Regions from separate parts of the Mus musculus genome. Here region 2 is linked to region 1. A link is a contact called in public promoter capture Hi-C data. All regions are on one chromosome and are shown on one strand. The core of a region is the stretch at or near the end of the contact, and the rest is flanking DNA. Distances in the headings are between cores, read along the strand shown.

The links. Promoter capture Hi-C pulls out the DNA fragments that hold promoters and counts their contacts.
Region 2: a promoter capture Hi-C map of second pharyngeal arch cranial neural crest shows a contact between it and region 1, with 15 times the contacts expected there. The contact joins the promoter of Car10 here to the enhancer-like site in region 1. A contact is called at or near these places in 7 of 39 promoter capture datasets (the 3T3-L1 cell line, hippocampal neurons, liver and 3 more), 2 of 484 Hi-C or Micro-C datasets (cerebellar granule neurons and cortical neurons), 2 of 115 datasets of contacts at active chromatin or transcription factors (embryonic forebrain and stem cell-derived neural progenitor cells) and 1 of 9 other capture datasets (liver).

What each region holds. Positions count from the first base shown.
Region 1 is chr11:91,307,250-91,313,806 of GRCm38.p6, forward strand. No RefSeq gene overlaps it. Among named protein-coding and RNA genes, the nearest start is that of Gm38950, 250 kb to the right of the region's middle. Within about 2 kb of position 2,827, at least 2 of the 459 cell types and tissues checked have an H3K27ac peak or open chromatin away from gene starts, as enhancers often do. A contact at or near this core is called in second pharyngeal arch cranial neural crest, where this site is marked.
Region 2 is chr11:93,094,540-93,101,096 of GRCm38.p6, forward strand. Car10 (carbonic anhydrase 10) reads left to right here and starts at 3,827. Exons shown (of 10, transcript NM_001361708.1): 1 at 3,827-4,183; 2 at 5,107-5,747. The coding sequence starts at 5,687.

The sequences.
Region 1 (6,557 bases), core at 1,577-4,076:
TTAATGTAAAGTACATCTTAACTTTGGATATTTGCCTGATGCCATGGCTTAACCAAATATTTCTTGTGTGTGTGGTTTTTTTTTTAGAAGCTTTATAGCTTTAGTTCCTTCAAATACGCATATCAGACATTATGAAGTAGCTTTAGGAAGACATAGAGAGAATGAATGGGAATTTGGATACTTTTAGAATGTAGATTTCGGAAAGTTTGAGCAGTATGGGTTTAAATCTGTTTTTTCTTCACTCACTGGAGGAAAACAATGCAGGGTGCATGTGTGGGGTCTATTTGAGCTCTCTATGCTTTTTATGGAATCGAATGGCTGCTTTTGAGGATGATGTCAGCCCATCTCACGTAAGCATCAAAGTAACTGTGAAACTCAGATCCATATCCGTCTAAGGCTCTTTCTTCAATGACGAATTTGTTTGGTCTGTCTTAAGTCCCTTTTCTTAGTATATCACTTTACTAATAATTCTCCAAAGGTTTACATACAAAGAAAGAAAGAATGATCTGCAACCCTATAGGTGGAACAACATTATGAACTAACCAGTACCCCAGAGCTCTTGACTCTAGTTGCATATGTATCAAAAGATGGCCTAGTCGGCCATCAGTGGAAAGAGAGGCCCATTGGACTTGCAAACTTTATATGCCCCAGTACAGGGGAACGCCAGGGCCAAAAAGTGGGAGGGGGGGAGGGTAGTGTGGGGGGGAGGGTAGTGTGGGGGGGAGGGTATTGGGGACTTTTTGGATAGCATTGGAAATGTAAATGAGGAAAATACCTAATAAAAAAATTAATTCTAAAAAAAATCACTTGTGGGAAAGACAGTGAAAGGCAGGGATGTATTTAAATGATGAATACATCTTCTCTCTTTGCCCTAATTGTTTTTTGTCTTCTTTAATTTTCCTCTCACTTCTTCCAGCCCCAATGTTAGTGCTCACATCTTATATATTATTTGAAAGATTTCCAGTATCTATGATAGTGGCCATAAAATAATGTCTTTAAATTTTGTCATCATTTTGAAATATGGTTTGTCAAAGCTGGAATGCTGGGACTCCTTTAAAGCTGCCCGAAGAATTCTTACATATTCTCAGCTTTTGCCCCTCCAAACTTGAACGAACCTCCTCTTTTTGATGTTTGCTCTTTTCATCCCTGCTTAAAAATAACTAGACATGTATGATGCCATAAATCTTAAAAGTGGAAATACTGAATGGATGTTGGAGAGATCTTATTTTGAACTTTAATTTGGACTTTGGATTTCATAGGAGGCACAGCATTTGAAGAAGTGGAACACATTAAAGGAAGATATATTTCCTATGTGAATTATGGGCAATTTTAAGTATCACAAGATAATCATGAAGGATGCTGAGAGTGGAGAAGCAGGAGAAGCTTTTCGCTTTGATAAGTGGCTGTGAAATCAGGGAAGAGGTGTTGAGAACACGATGTTTCAAGACTAATGACAACTCTTAGATCAGAAAATACTCACAGGAATGAGCGGGAATTAATTTCCTCAATAGAGTTTCGCTAAATGAAAATTTCCTATTGCATTTTGGACAATGCTCAAAACTCAAGGTTTTAAACAATGCCTGTTAGATTTTTATGGACAGTAAAGTAAAATATTGAGTGTGACCCTTAAATCTACAACCAACCAAAGTTTCAAAGACTACAGGCAGCTCCAGATTAAAGCTGCTTAATATATAGCGAAGAGCAGAAGTGCTTGTGTTTATGAGAGTTATATACTCTTTTATTCATTGAATTATTTGTTGTCTTAAAAATATCATCTATAATGAGATTTTTCTTTGCTTATTTGTGTCATAAACACCATTACAACTTATCCTTTAGTGCTATGATTGATTTTGTCTGTTAAGAATAGATTGTGGCTGATGAGATAGCTCAGTGGTTAAGGGTGGTTTGTTCCTGCTCTTATAGAGACCTGGATCCAGTTCTTATACATATAACTAACTATAACTCCAGTTCCTATGGATGGGATGCCTCCTTCTGTCTTCTCCACACATCTGCACTCACCCATGACTAACTGTAACTCCAGCTCCTGGGGAAGAGATTCCTACTTATGTCCTCTCCACGTATCTGCACTTGTGCCTATCACCCCAATCTCCTGAAAATCCACAATTACTTAATATAACTTTAAAAATAGAGTTAATTAACCTATTAGTCAATAAGTAACCTATGTATGAAGATGAAGCATTAAAGAATCAAATGTAAAAACCACGAGGAAAGTGAAAAGAACACACTTCAAGATGTGTTTATATTTGTTAAACATTTTATGGATTATCTTTTAAGAAATGTTCATCTTCTTGGATTTTTTTATTGATAATGCACAACAATTTATGCCATGTATAAGAATTACAAATGCACTTATTTCAAATGTATTTCCAAGAGAGTTTGGTCATACTAATGATACATATAAGAAAACTATCAAATCAATCACAGATTATTTAAAAAGATGGAGAGAGTACCAAATTTTAAGAATGCTTGAAGATTCTGGTAACTCACATGCAAAAGCTTCAGACTTTAGACAGTTTTCACCCAGTATTAAAATGTCAAGGTATTTCAGACATCAGATGACTAGTGTTCAGAACAGACTTATGTCAACCAGTGGAAACAAGTCAGTGCTAGTATTTGCCAAGGTGGGGGTGGGGAATCCTTATTGTAAAGACAAAGAATATACTTTGCTTATGTTCACTGGCATTGATCATATGCTCTAAATGACTTCATGATGTGGTCACCCCCACCCCCTAATGTTGAAAGAGACTACTTGTCCTAGCAGTATGAAGCCTCCTGCTTGGACCTTTCACTCATCAACCTATGACCCTTTGGTTCACACTTAATGGAAAGGTTGACCAGGCTGACTCTGTGAAACAATAAGAGCAAGAGAGCAACTTAACTCCCTGAGGTCGACAGTGAAAATTCACTCTGAAACTCGAGAGAAGAAATTGAAAGGTTCTTGGAAAAAGAAAACAACATTCTTCTAACATTTGAATTTTTTAAAAAAGGCAGAAACAAAGGCAAACTCAGAAAGAAGTGTGGTTCTGTATCTATAATTCTCTTCAGAGCAGAACATGCTGTACGAGGCAGAGAGGAATCTCACACTATGACCGTTAGCATGTTATTGTTTGCCGAACTGTCCTATGGAGCTTGTCATATTGTGACAGATTTTATTACAGACTGAACAATAATTCTGTCAATAAGAAAAGGAAAAAACCAGAACCAAGGAAAGTTGGCTGTTTCTGCATGCATCTTTCACTTGAACAGCAGTTTGTTTACAAAGTGCTTTGACATAAAATGTTACAGCTCTTTACCCTGCCAGGAGCCTTCAATAGCATTTCTTGTGCCCAAACACAAATGTGACTGTGCTCAAAAAGCCACAGATCTGAGGATCTTCTTATCCCAGCTATGTTATTAAGATATACACACACACACACACACATACATATGTATATGTATATATTTAATTGCTACTTTCTATTCATTATGTAGAATTATTTTGTCAGAAGTCAAACTATGTTTAGGTGGGACGGCATTATGAGATTTTAGTAAGGAAGCAACATAATATAATTCAGAGAGCCAACAGCATGTGGGATGCTCTTAATGGGCTGGGGGGGGGGCGCAGAATGGTGAAATGAATTTCTAGAACTCCTAGAACAGTATCTCTGATTCATGATGGGCGAAGTGAAGGAATGGATGAATCAATACAGTGACATTCTGATACTGAGTCAGTGCTCTGATTTCTACCGTATGTCTTGGATTTAGGTAACCTTTATTTTTTTCCCCCATAGAATGTTAGTGTGGACCTTTATAGGTCAAGGTATTACCTTAACTTTTGCTTAGTATTTCTCCACGTTGCTTTCTATCAGCTAAGATCCTTTGCTGCCAAGCTCAGCTCAGCTTTCCTTATGTGATTCTGTAGCACAGCCAGAGCCCTCTGCTTCCGCCTTCTGGGAGAAATAACATCTTCATCTGATTTGTTTGGAAACGTAAAGATAAGATAACAGACCACGCTGGAGGAATGGCAAGATGGAAATCTTATGTCTCTGAAGAAACTAGACAAGAAACGGTAGCATGGAATGAACTAGGGTAGGTACTGATGATGCAGAGCATGAAAATGAGCAGTTTTAGATGACCGAAGGAGATACAGGTCATGGGCTGGACCATAGAGTCCTGGAAGAGAACTACTACGAATAAGTTGGTTATGGGTAGAAGAAAGTATGTTTGGCTTGGAAGGATCTCCAAGAAAAGCCAGAAACTAATCATGCAAAACTGTGACTGATTCTACATGATTCTACAAGATCAAACAGCCTCTTCTGAGAAGAGGTTGAGAGCATTTCACTATTCCCAACTTTCTCCCCAAAGTTGCTGGAGTTTCTGCCATCTATTCAAAAAGCAGGCTGGTAGTTACAAAGCTGGACCAGCTAGTTTGCACCTGAAATCCCAACTCCTGGGATTGAGGCAGGAGAATTGTAGTCAATTTGAGGGGACAACTTTGAGATACAGTGAGCTCCAGGTAGGGCAAAATGAGACACTGTCTTAAAATCAGTAAGTAAATAAATAAACACGCAAAACTTTCCGATTTCAAGGTTACATTTAAAATCCCACTTAGAGTGGATTAACTTCCATTTAGCTTTTTACAATTTAAATTTGAATTATATAATTTCCCCCTTTTCTTCTCTTTCCTCCAACCTGTTCTATATTTCTCATCCCATAACTCTCTCGTAATCATGAATAAATGGTCTGGACACTCTTTTAAATTTTTGTTCTATCTATATCTATCTATCTATCTATCTATCTATCTATCTATCTATCTATCTAATTTGTGTGTATATAATTACAGGGGGCTTTTACTTGGGGAAACTATTTTCCTTTGTTGTTTCTAACTCCTTTGTAACTCGGGGACGCAGGGAGGTTAGGAACCCTGTAATAGTTCATATATATATATATATACACATATATATATATGTGTGTGTGTGTGTGTGTGTGTGTGTGTGTGTCTTAAAGTCATAAGAATAGTACAACCATATCTCTAACAAGACTGTACTGTAATTACATGTATTAGACGACCCAGAGCCATTGGTATTACACTGTGATATTGTCACTTAGGAAGATGAAATAAGGTCCTACATAGGGAATTTCCTAACTCTACAAAAGTACATTTCTTCAAGAACCACTCAAAAGTCTCCCTGGAAGCATTATCAGAATACCTAAGAAAGTCTTATCTCTCTGTATTTGGGACAGCTTTTCCTAAATGCTTTTGAATATGTCGTGGAGACAGTTAACCATAATGCACTTCCCTTTTGCTAATTCTTTTGTCAGAACCCCCTTCCTGATTAGACAGTCTCCTGTTCTTTCCTTATTGACTGTCACTTTTTTAGCTGTTACATCACCACTCAGTGTTATACTAATCTTGATTAGTGTGGTGTGCTTTAACAGTATTTGTGTAAATGCTACCAACAATGAAATTATTTCATCAATCCATTCTAGGCCATTTTTGGAACTGCATGTTGTAGGGAAAACACAGCTGGGTTGGGAATCCAGATTAGCTAGGATCTAGTCTCCTCTAATCTTTTCGAGAGACGGCAACCCCTTTTTCAATGAAGTAAAGAGGGAAAAGTCAGAGCTCTGTGGCCTCCAGAAGGTAGTTGCCCACTCTTTTATTGCAACATAGCACCCAGTAGCAGCTACTCAACTTAAAGGGCTACCATTAAATTTTAGGACACCAAGTATTTAGTATTGCCACTGAAACACTTTAAAATCAAATTGAAAGTCAATATCATTGACTTTTCAAAAATCCTCACAGTTTTAGAATAAATGAAATCTGATGCGTTTTAGTTATTGAACAGTTCCTGGTAAAACAGAATCCAAACTATGCTTTTGTTAATATTGGACTTTTACACAAATGAGCTATTTTTTAAAACCATAGCATCAGAACATTAGTGTGTCATCTATGGAGCCGTTCAAATCATCAGGGAGATTTCTAGAATTGCGTCAGAAGGCTACCATCAAATAACTCATGTGGCCCTACAAGCTAATTTTGATTGACTCACCCAGGTTGCACATTCATATATAATTACACAGCATGTGTGAAATTATAGTACATAAGGCTATAATCTTTATGTACTATTTACTTTTCCTAACTGCCACTAGGGTATTGTCTAATATGCCTGGCTCATTTCATAATTATAGCAGAAAGTGAATATTATTAATTAAGCAAGAGCCATAGCATAGTCATTAATAATTGGTTCACTTTGCAGATTGCAGTGTCAGACAATCAGTGATCAAGATCTTTTCATTATTAACTAGTCCAATAACTGTGATAACCCTACCCATCTTGGCTTCACATTTTCTATTTGCAAACAGTGGAATAATACCTTGGCACGGGATCAGTATAGTGTTTAACCTTTGTTACAAGGTAAATTCCTAGTAATCATTACTTGCTATTTCTGTCAATTGTAGGAGAATGTAGAACCCTGTGATTCTATTTCACTTCAATGACAGTAAGAAGCCATGCCATTGTAAATGGTTGTTTGCAAACATAAATTATGCCTTGA
Region 2 (6,557 bases), core at 2,577-5,076, 1.8 Mb after region 1:
CAGTTTATTTATTTTCTGTACATTTTGCTGCAGTCTGGTTTTGTTTGCTGAGATAGCCCAAGTTGCCATTAGACTCAAAATACCCCCGTCTCACCCTCTGAGATGCTGGGATTATAAGTATGTACCGTCATGCCTGAATTTTTTGAGATTGTAGTTGGGACCATATTAACTCATAATATACCTGGATGAAACTATTATTTTAATATTATTGAGTTCTTTTTAATCCATGAACATGACATATATTTTGTCTTTAAGTAATTTCAACTTTTGATAGGGATTCTATGTGTATATGCACCTTAGATAAAAACATTTAAATAAAAATTAAAATGATGTTTTTCCAACTGTTTCTCTCAAATTCAGAACTAGTGAAATCACCTGTATAGGTGGTTAGTTATATAAAGTAGGCTCTAAATATTCTTTTCCACACACATGGTTGATTGTGGCTGACCTCAGAGATGTAGTCACTGCAACAGAACAAAGGTCTTTCTGACTCCACTCTTCTCAAGGTAGTAGATAGGACATGGGGGAATGAAACATACATACAAAGTAAGGCTCAGGCCAAAGTTAGCAAATAGCATGACATTGTCTCAAAGAGTGTGAGAGAGATGAGGGTGAAGCCTAAAGGACACAGTGAGCCCTTTGTACTTGAACGCAGGCTAGTAGGAGAGCAAAAAAAAAAAAAAAAAGACAAAAAAACAAAAAACAAAAACAAAATCAAAAACAAAACAAAACAAAACAAAACAAAAAAAAACCCCCATGATTGTCTTCACCTTCTAGTTCCATATGAACTACTTTTAAGAAACATATCCAAACAAGTATGCTATGTTTTTACAAGTTTGACCAATCAGGTGAGTCACTTGCTTTAGAGAAGTGAATATAAAAGAAGATAACACACCACCACCACCATCACCACCAAATTCAGTGTCATCCTCCTGGGAAATGGAACTGTATTTCTTCGAAAGTCTAAAGGCAACTGATACTGTATCTCACGGTTGAGCTTCACCAAAACTCTACTCAATTTTGTAAAACACTTACACTGAATTTGTAATGGAGAAATTAAAGGACTAGAAATGAGATAAGATGAAAGCAGGTTTGGAAGAGGATTTCAAAAGACATAAAGATTTGGATATAAGGGTCTGGAAAGATGTCTCAGTGTCATACTACTCTTTCAGAAGATCTGAATTCAGTGTCCAGCACCCACATCCAATGGCTCACAATCACCCATTACTCCCGCTCAAGGGAATCTGATGCCCTCTTCTGGCTGTCAAGAGCACTGCACTCACTTAGGAATAAAAAGTACTGTATTTAAAGATTCCTACTTAATATTTTCTCACTGAGTTTTTATTTGGATTTAACGAGAGGGTTTCACTGTTTAAAATGAAACATACAGATCAATCCTAGAAAACACTTAAGAAAATATTGTTATTTCTTTAGGAGACTCTAGTAAGAAACCTAAACACTGGGGGCATGTTGTGTTTATTGCCAGATTGCAAGTGTAAGAGAATTGGCCTTTAGACTCCTAGTTAGAAATGCTCTGGTCTGTTCCCAATTGCCAGTAATCTTTTCTCTCTCTCTTGATTTTAATTTAAGTAACTTTGAAGTTACATAACCTGCCAGTATGTTTTCAGCCCGACTTTGATTGTCTCTATGTGTGTGGTGTGAACACTTAGACTTTCCCTAAGCTCCCAACACTTCCTTCACGGTGATGCATTTCGTTTTCTCAAGCATGAAATGAATTTGCATAGTCTGGACTTCCCAGACGTAATCTCTGTACTACCTGTTAGTAGTTGTGAGGTAAATAGAGACTCTGAGATTGTTTTATAAGATATGTATTGTACAGGGATCTGCTATGGTGGCTCAAATGTGTGCCTTCCAAAATTCATGTTGGAATCGAATCTCCAATGTGCTTATATGAGAGGTAGACCTGTAGAAAAATGATTAGGTCATAAGGATTCTACATTCACGAATGGAAGGATTTACCCTTATAAAACTATCATGGGAAGTGCTTTAAAATATTTTGTCTTTCTGTCTCCTGTTGTATAAGGACATAGAAAGAACCCTTTCTCTCAGTGTGGAATGTCCCAACCTCAGCCCTCTCCCAGCCTCCAGGAGTGTAAAAAATTATTTATAAATTTTGTGGGCTGTGCTATTTTGTGAAAGCATCACAAATGGACCAAGACGGGATGTTAATGATGACTAAGTGAGATAATTCATGCTAGAGACTCATCAATGCCTGGTCTATGGAAATCAATCAATACATTTTTTTAACTAACAAATAATCTCATGAGTTTATTTTTTAAATACATTATAAACAATGATAAATTAAACGTTTACAGTGACAGTGGCAGGTCTAGGCAGGAAAGAAAGGGATGAACTATTATTTACTAGCATTGGTCTTAAGGCAAAATGTACAGGAAGGCACAATCTCTGAGCTCTGTGATAAACACCCATCGTGCTTTTCAGTTTTAAAACCACAACACTGTACTACAATGCTTGATGTATATAAGTCAGTCACTTGATATTTGCATAATCCGTTAATAAATGAATGGTTATGTGGTATAAAACCCAGTCACTTTGCTTGCACATCCAGAGAGAAAGCTCTCCTGCTGTCAGTAAACCAGCTTGGAATCACAGAAGGTAGGTCGCTATCCGTGGTGCTGACCTACGATGGCTCTGTTCACATTTGGCAAACTGCTTTCTTCTCTCTCTGCTCAAAAAAATCCCTTTCATGCAGTCTACTTTCAAGACACGGAGACAAACACTCCCCTCTATGTTTCCCAAATGGGCTAATTCTCACCGTCTCTGATTCTATTAATGTTCTCAAGTCTCAATGTCTTTCCTGCTGAGTCTCAAAGTTCTCTACCTAAAAAGCATGGATTTATTTCATCCGAGCCTCGATTTTTAATGCGTTGGCCACCTGGAGTCCTTGGCTGTCGTCTCAGAGGGGGGAAAAAATTCCCTCGGCCACACCTCCTTCTTAAAGAGTAGGCAAGACTGCCAGCGGTTCTTTTTTAGGATCCCCGGAGGCTGCAGAACCGCACACTCTGGTTTCTGCAGTCAGCTAGCTGCTTTCCTTCCTCTCTCAGCGCCAGCCCCCACACCCCCACTGCTCCCCTCCGGGTCTCATGACGCCCGACTTCCCAGTACAGAGAATCTCTAGACTTCCTAGACTCCATTCAAGAATCCGGGGAGCCCTCTGGTGTAACTACTTTGGCTCTTATGCCGCACCCTTAGATGCCACACAGTCTGGATGTTCGCTGTGTTTGCTGCATCTACTGTGCAGATCAAAAAACATGGTTCTTTCCCACCTTCTTCCTTTCCACTTCTCCACTCTTTCTATGCTTATTAGATCGAGGCTCACAGTGAAACAGCTTCTAAGCATCAGCAATTTAAAAGTACAAAAATATTCCCTGTGGGTTGTGCGTGTGTTTGTTGTGTGTGTCCATCCGCGCTTATGCAAAGCCTCCCAACGTCACACTTGGGTATCCGGACAAGCTTCTCCACAAACCCCAGATCTTTCCAGGGATTCCCTCTGCCCTGCCCTCTTCTTCTTCAGCACCCTTAAAAGAGGTAGGTCTGGGGCTTTCCGCCAGCCACTCCTGCCTTGATAGACGCACACAAATCTGCTGCAGTTTTTCCTTCCCTGTTCACCCCTAGCCCTTTTAGGCGAGCAGTCCGGAGCGCAGGATTTCCTAGCATTTACCCTGCATCCGCACTGCATTCCCAGGCCGCCCTTCCAGGGCTAGACCTTCTGCAGACCCGGCGGCTCCGGCTCCGCCTGGGTGGTGGGTGGTGCTCTCGCCGCCCCCTCCTTCCCCTGGGGCCCGAGAGAGCCGCGCGCTGGGCAAGAGTGCGCGCGCGCCGGCTTGCTGGGGGAAAATCTCCTTCCCTGGAAGCTGCTGAGTGTCGCTGACCGAGAGTATCCCGGGGTCCATCAAAAGCCACCAAAGCGTTTGAGAGCTTTTCTAAAGAAAAACGGTGAAAGAAAAACAAGAAGGGAAACCCGTTTCCCGGGAGGCCTGGGTTTCCGATGGTATCGGATTCTCCCGTAGCTGCTCTGATAGGGATGCGGTTGGCGGCCGCTGGTACCCGGACTTAGAGTGTCCGTTGCGAGAGGAGGGAGGTGAGGGACTTGCGGGCAAGAGTTGCACCTGATCAGGGAATCTGCGAAGAGAACTGTGGGGTAAGTAGCTTTCTTCTGGCATCCGAGCAGGATGGGGGCGGGGGGGGGGGGAAGGAGGGAGCAGGAGAGGGACGAAAAGGAGAGGGCAGGGAATGGATTATGAAAGAAAGAAAGAAAAAAAATCCTTCAAATTCCGCTGCAGAGGGAATGAGCACAGCGCAGTCCTTCCAAGATGAGTCCCGCACGGCTTTTCTGTAGTGAGCGAACAGCCGAGAAGTTCTTTTTAAAGAAAAAAGAAACTCCAAGCTCCTGGAGGGGAAGCGGGGCAGCCGGGCGGGGCGGAGTTCCAAGGCTGGCGCCTAGGGTCCCGGCCGAGGCAGTGGCCTGAAGTGCTGACTCCCAGCTACTGCTCCTTATGTCCTCGCCGCCCTCCCCGGGACGGACTTTTTGCCTCCGCCCCCGGGTGCCTGGCCGCCCCGCTGACGTGGGGACTCCGGGCGGCCGCACGGAAGCTCACCTGGCCGAGCCTTCTCCTTCCCCTCCTCCTCGTGCTCCCGCCCCCACCTGCCCTCCTCCTCTCCAAGTGGGAAGGCGTCGGGATCCGTAGGCGAGGAAATAACGACCCCTGCAGTTGCATTGCGGAAAATCTCGGCGGCGGTGCTAGTTGCGGGCGATGGAAGCGAGGCAATTGCGGGGTCTGGGGAGCCCTGGAAAATAGCAGAAAAGCGGAAAGCGCGCGTGCAACGAGGGGGAGTCAGTGAGACTCCCGACGCACCCCAGTCCTGGGAGCCTAGCCTTGGGCTCGGCGTCCTGGAAGCATCGCCTGAAGCCAGCTTGGAGGCGGCAGGCGGCTCGAGGACTTGGGGAGCAGGGAGGGTCAACGGAGGCAGCTGGTGACCTGTGTTTGCGGGCAATAATCCCCGCTTCTCTTTCTTTCTCTGTGTGCGGTGTCTGCTCCTCTCTCCCCACCCCTCCGGAAGCAGGAGAACTGGCCTGATCAGAGACAGCAGTCACCCTTTGACCATGCCCCGGTGAAGGGGGGCGGACTTCGAGGGCAACTTGTCGCGGACTACCTGGGCTCAGCTAGCCTACGGAAAGAGAGCAAGAGCCCAGAACTCTACAGCTCGGCCCAGCGGGGGGCTGTTGTCTATGTCTTCTTGGGGCGCCCGGCGGATCGGGGTCTCGGTTTTGCAGGAAAAGCCCAGTGCTGTTGGCTTCAGGTGGCTGCCGCCGCCGCCACCGCGGTCGCCGCAAGTGCCATTTCTGCCACTGGTGAGAGGAGCAGAGATACAAGAGAGGGGAGACCTCCGAGGCAACGAGGCATCGGACATGTGTCAGCACATCTGGGGAGTACATCCGAAGAGCCCGAGGGGAGATTTGCCGAAACAATTCAAACTGCGTTATTGATCTTGGGGGTGCCTGTCCCTGGCCGGCTGTCGGGTGGGAGCGCGAGTGTGCGCTCTCTGGAGAGAGTGTGCGTGTGTGTATGTGTGTACCGTGTCGGGCTCCCCCCTTCCCCCCTGTTTTCCCGTCGAGTGATGCACCTGGAATGAGAATCAGAGGATGGAAATAGTCTGGGAGGTGCTTTTTCTTCTTCAAGCCAATTTCATCGTCTGCATATCAGGTACGGGACGTGCTGGGGTTGCTGGCGGGGTGGTGTGTTCTGTGGTGGTGTTTAGAATGTGTGGTTATTATTATTATTATTTTTATTTTTATCGTGTGCAGACTTAGGGCGGGAAGCAAAGAGGTGGCACGGGCCTTTTTCGTTCTGTGGCTTTGCTATCTTATGAATCAAAGACCTTCTAAGCCCAAGGGTGTGTGCACGGGCTTGTGTGTCCATATATGTGTGACTCTGTGTGTGTGTGTGTGTGTGTGTGTGTGTGTGTGTGTGTGTGTGTGTGTGTAGGTGTGTGTAGGTGTGCCGCTATGGGTAGGATCTTTGTAGCGTCCTGGAAGGGAGAAGGGATGGAGACTGAAAATGAGGAGGCAAATGGGTGTTGATTTTCAACTGCTTTCCTGGCTGAGAACTCTGGCGCCGAAATCTGAGCCTTGGTATCCCCCACCCCCAACCCCTGGCTTCCAAAGTTCCCAAACTCAGTGGTTCCTGCTGGCAAAATAGATGCAGAGCCTTGGTTTGGTATCTAGGCGCTTTAAAGTGACTGCAGGAAGATGCGAGACTGGGGAATACCCCCTACCCCTCCATCTACCTTCTCCAGGTGCTGAAGACTGTATCCTGGTGTCTGAAACCCAGTGGCATAGCCCTCCCACCGCAAACACACCTGAAACAATACAGTATTAGAAATGCTGCTTTAGATTAAGGTCTTAATTCCCAGTAGCAAGAATGTGCTGGCTCAGTTGCTGATCACAGGCTACTTGTGCCAGCTTGTGGCTCCCCCCCCCCCCCCCAGGGTGGGTGTTGAGGTGACTAAGGCAG